2 separate regions of the Gossypium hirsutum genome follow, and region 2 is linked to region 1. Evidence: chromatin contacts called from public Hi-C data. All regions are on one chromosome and are shown on one strand. Each heading gives the region's core, a stretch centred on a gene start, on an enhancer-like site or on the middle of the called end of the contact. The rest is flanking DNA. Distances are from core to core; before and after follow the strand shown. Region 1 has its middle 36 kb from the start of LOC121224749. Region 2 has its middle 17 kb from the start of LOC121224527.

Evidence for each region. Hi-C and Micro-C count contacts between places; a contact is called where the count stands out from the background.
Region 2: a contact with region 1 is called in a Hi-C map of hypocotyl, with 2.1 times the contacts expected there. The contact joins two enhancer-like sites. A contact is called at or near these places in 2 of 34 Hi-C or Micro-C datasets (hypocotyl and leaf).

Annotation. Positions count from the first base shown.
Region 1 is chrD12:29,218,648-29,221,458 of Gossypium_hirsutum_v2.1, forward strand. No RefSeq gene overlaps it. Among protein-coding and RNA genes, the nearest start is that of LOC121224749, 36 kb to the right of the region's middle. Within about 2 kb of position 1,459, at least 3 of the 9 cell types and tissues checked have an H3K27ac peak or open chromatin away from gene starts, as enhancers often do. A contact at or near this core is called in hypocotyl and leaf, where this site is marked.
Region 2 is chrD12:29,360,638-29,363,448 of Gossypium_hirsutum_v2.1, forward strand. No RefSeq gene overlaps it. Among protein-coding and RNA genes, the nearest start is that of LOC121224527, 17 kb to the right of the region's middle. Within about 2 kb of position 1,389, at least 8 of the 9 cell types and tissues checked have an H3K27ac peak or open chromatin away from gene starts, as enhancers often do. A contact at or near this core is called in hypocotyl and leaf, where this site is marked.

The sequences.
Region 1 (2,811 bases), core at 209-2,708:
ATAATAAAAATAAAATAAATAAAAATGTAAATAGTAATTTTATATTATTAAATGACTAAAAATTTATGTTTTAAAATAATAAAAATCCGCTCTTTTATTTTATTTTAATATTTTCAGTATCTTTCATGTCAATTTTATAGAACATGTTTGGGGTTTGGGGTTCAGGGTTACCTCTCCCCAAGGGCGAAGCCAGAAAACTTTTTAGGAGGCCAAAATTAAATTGCAATTTTTATTATAGTAAAAATATAATTTTTAAAAGATTAAATCAAAATTTTATCATTTATAGGGGCCAAAGTGCAATTTACCTTTTAATTTAAAATTTTAAAAACATTAAAGGGTTAAAATTTTTAAAGGGGCCGGGCCCTTATCTGCCCCCTAGATTCGCCCTTGCCTCTCCCAACAATGTCATCTCAAATGTTGGAACATGCTTTTTCTTATTAAGAGCACAATGTATCTTACTACTATACTTAACACGTTTTGATTCATTTTAATTGATTTCACTTATCCAAAATTAAATAAAAATGCAAATATTATTTTTACATTATTAAGAGTTGATAAAATAAAATAAAAACAACCAATTATCTACTACTCCTTAGCTACCCATTATTCTTAATTAATCTACTCCCTTAAAAAAATTTATCCAATATTATCCACATAACTTTTTTTTCATTAAAAACACTTATCCGCTCTTTTTTCTAAAATATCATTCTCAAAATAAATATATATATGAAATATTATTTTTTAACTATAAAATTTGTATACAAAATGTTATTTTTCACTCAGTGTGAAGTTTTAGTATATATATAAATTCTTTAATTAATTTGGTGTTACAAATCAAATCACATCAATTGAATTTTAAAAATTTAAGCTTATGAATTTTAGAAAAATATAAAAATATTTGTATGATCTAAATCTTTAATAAAAATTAAAATCTTAACTTTATCCACCTTCCAATAACTGTCACCATTATTAATTAAACTTACTTTTTAGAAGAAAATTAAGCTACTTAAGTATTCACTTTTCATCATTAGAACCTATCTACTATTTTTCCTTTAAAGTATTATTATTATCTCAAAACTAAAATTTTATATATAAATGATACACATATATATATCAAATAGTTATAAATGATACATATCAATCGTCAACAAATTTATTTGTGAAATTTCTAAATTACTTTTACATATATATAAATTAAGATATATTATTATGAGTGTGTTTTAATCTTTTATATATATAATAAATTAATAAAAAATTAATCAAATTAATATTTGAACCCAAAACATTCTGCATAATAAATAATTTATTATTGTATTCAAAATATCATTTATTTTTTGTGAAATTTTAATAAATATATGTCTTACATAATCTTTTTCCACTTATCTGATGCGGCACCTAATTGGGGAAATCGTGAGCAAATGGTAACGTCATGGTGTCCACTGACGCGGCGTCCTCATCCTGTGTCAAACTTACTATAAATTACGGAAACAAGAAAAAATATTTATTTAATTTGGTGGGCACAATGATCCATAATTTTTTTTTCTTTAGTGGCTGTCCAAAACAAGATTCTATGAAGGCCAGCAAGCATGATCTCAGCCATAGATCACTTTCCTAAGAAAATCTGTGGGAAAATCCTTGATATTTACTTCACCCAACACGTAAACGTCCCTTGGGTCCTGTCTCATGATGTTTCGATTTTTTTTCTTTATCCTTTTTTAAGGACTTGTTTTCATCTTTTGCACATTTGTCGACCCTGCGTTTGACTATTTAGTTGAGAAATGCTGAGGATATTTGCTATATACTTGTTTTCAGCTTAATCCTCGTTAAAGACAAAAACCCATAAAAGATTTCCTCGGATCAACTGAAAATTCAATGGTGGAAACCATTGATATCACAGAATTGAACTTATTGTTTTTCTTTTTTAATTTGTATGTTATTTGATTGAAGAGCTTAGAGATTTTCCTAGTAATAATTAAAAAAAATGCAATTTTGTTGGTGAAAAAGAAACATTCAAGAAACAAGAATATTTTATATATTTTATCACTGAAAACATTTTTATTAAATGATAAAAGCTGAATTTATATAGCAAATTGTAACAAAAAATAACAATAAAATTTAAAAAAACCATAAAATCAAATTTAAATTTAAAAAGAATATCATTGATTGATTCCTAGTATTTTCTTAGGCATAACTGTTAACAATCTGTCCTTTGACTTGAAAGATGCAACATGAAACTTTTCTCTTAGAAACTCAAATCTTGTTATAGGAAGAGTTATGGTCAAAATATCTACAATTTGACTTTCAGTTTTGCAATAAGCTAGTTGTAGTTTTCCTTTCTTTTGAACCTTCATAAGAAAATATAATTTTATTTTGAAATGCTTTCTTTTTCCATGAAAACTGGATAATTTGTAAGGGATATAGAAACTTGGCTGTCTACAAACACCTCAATACACACTTCTTGCTTCATATCTAAATATGTTAGCAATTTCCTAAGCCATAAGGCTTGATTTATGGTTGCAACAACAGCTACGTACTCTGCCTCAATAGTGGGTTGAGCCACTACGTCTTTCTTCTTTGAATACCTCGAGAAAACACCTGAATCGAGACTAAAACGATAATCTAAAGTACTTCTCATATCATCAGCACATCTAGCCTAATTACTATCGGAGAATCCATGGAAAATGAAATTCTGAAGTTGACTAAACTTAATGCCAAAATCAATAGTGCCTTTAACATATCACATGTTTTGCTATCTGTAAATGAATTTCACTAGCCTTACATCATGTGTTATACCTGGCCTTGTTGTAGTCA
Region 2 (2,811 bases), core at 139-2,638, 140 kb after region 1:
ATATAGTAATATCTATCTTTTTAAAATTTGTTTAGTTAACATAACACAACCTATAATTAAAGTTTAAAGAAAAAATTTTAAAAGTATTTTTTTCACAAGTTTCAAAAACAGCACTAAATTAGCCCTCAGATTCAATAGGTTAAAGTTAGCAATACTTTCCGGATTAGTGTGGACCTCACACTAAGCTTCTTTCATTTTATTTTAGTAACCTGTCAAAGTTCAATCAATTCCTATGGTCCAGTATCACTATCGCTGCTACAGTCATGGATGTCAATCAATCATCTGATAATGAATATTAAATAACGTCGGCAACTTCCATGGCTCATGAGTTTCCTTATTATCTCACATACCAACTTTTTTCCTACCTTCAGCTAAACCAAAGCCTAGAACTTTGGACTGAACCATGGCCAAATATGGTGGGCAAAATTGATGGTTCTTACACACACTGAAAGAAGACATTAAAACATGAATATTCCTTTCACAACCAGCTGCTGCAAATGGCCAAGGAAGGGAGGATTTTTAGAGTTGAAACGGTGCATTCAAATGGATTATATTTAAAGATTACAAACTCGGAAGAATTTAGGTGATGAAGATCAGACCATGTTTTTAGAATGTTTAGAGCACCAGTTTAAGCTGCAACTTGTTTTATTCTAAAACATCAATGGTTAAACCAGATATGGTCACCTATTAGTGTTCTTCGCCACCCAGACTGAGATGGTTACCTATAATGGGCTGCCGATTTTCAACTTTCAAGAGATCATTGTCGACTTTCAATAGCAATTGTCGATTTTTCCGGATTTAAAATTAAATTATATATTTTTACAAGAGTAAAAGTATAATTTTATCGTTTTAATAATTTATATTTTTATAATTTTTAAAAGATTAAATAAATTTTTATTATTTTTTAAGAGTAAAAATATAATAATATTATTACTAATTTAAAAATTTATAAATTATAAAAATATAAATGAAAAAATAATTTTTATTTTAGGGGCTGAGCACTGCTAGCCCCACTTGGCTTCGCCACTTGCTTTGCTCTTTTTTTTTTCAGAAACTCCATATATTATGTTGTCTTTAGCGTTTTTCACATTAGCAATTGTCCCAATTTGAGTGCTAACATGAGATTTTAGACCAGAGAGAAGGTGTCTAATTTCTCTTTTCTGGTTGTTTATTTTCCTTAGCAGGATCATCTTAGAAACCCGTTGATTACGGTGCATTTGATAGATGGCAACGTGGCATAGGCCAATTATTTCAATGGACGAAGAAGAGTTCTGGAGATGAGCCGGGTGCTTCTGCCAGTGGAATTATGAGAACCTTGGTCCCCTACTGGGACCGTACCTCACATTTGACAGATAAAAAGAAGAACGTGTTTTTTAGGACCGACCATTTTCCTGGTAGAACCCAAGCTGTCTGGTACTTGAAAGGACTTTGGCTTGCTCTCTTCTCGTATACAAGCTAAACCCAAATGTTTGTATGCATATGTTCAATTAAGTCGACTCGGTTGGATATGAAAGTTATAGACATATGAGGGGTGATAGTTCTAGGTTTTCCTCATCTTTGCATCTATTCATCTTATTTCCTTTTACAGCCTTCTTTCCTATACACACTTTGAAAGTTGCAAACTCAGTACAAGTATTCCCCTCTTTAAGAACAATCAGAATCCCAGAGGTTCTAGATTGGGAGGACTCTGAGCTAGGATTAGCTTTTGAAATTGAAACTTCATTTGCATCCCAGAATGATGGCAGTAATTAAACAACCCAATCAGTCAATTGATGGCTCCTTGAATTCGTTGGACGACCCTATCTCTACGTGAACCAGAAATTTTGGACATCATGTTGAACATATAACATAGTTAAGAAAATGGTAACATCAGACACCATTCAGATACGATATGTTGAGGCCAATCAGAGTTAGACACCACTCACATTCACTTGATTCGATATTACGTTCCATCAGGTACAGGATCATTCCCTACGAATGGCTAAACTCTGTCATCATCTGTAAACTAGCTTTAGCCATAGGTGTAGCATTTTATCACTTCATAGATTACCCTTCAATCACTGTTATTTTGCACTAGAACAACATCCAGTCAAAAACCCTAGAGTTGAATCAAGCGTAAGCGGTCCATCCATCAGAGAAAAATTCTCAAGTCTCAACCTATCTATGTCTATCAAAACCGAATATCGTTGGGGTTTACTGCTTGTTTTGAATTCAGCTAAACCGAGATTGGTGTGCTGGAATATTTATTATTAAAATAAATATTTAGCGCTGTTTAATTTTATAATAAATTAAAGGGTTAATATATAATTTGATTCTTGAACTTGTTCATTTTATGTAGTTGGTCCCTAAATATTTTTTATCTAATTGGTCCTTAAACTTGTATTTCATCAACTATATTAATATTTTTGTACTAACATTATTAGTTGTGCTAACGTGATACAACTAGCTAATCTGGTGATCTCACGTGGTAGCCTCTTAGTGCACCATATGGAAAACATAAACTAAAAATATATATAAATATATAAATTATGTTTCCCATATGTCGTCCTCTAAATTGGTTAGAAATATCATGGCATCATCACAAACTAACGGTGTTAGTGTGGAGGAACCAACTTGATTGACGGAATACAAGTTCAACGACTAATTAGATCCAAAAAGTTAGGAACCAACTAGATACAAATAGATAAGTTCAGGGGCTAAATTATATATTATTCCTAAATTAACTAGTTTTATGTATTTTAAACAGAAATTTGTGTTTAGAATTGAAATAGAAGATGTCGAATTCTCTCTGTGGTGACAATGGGGATGGTT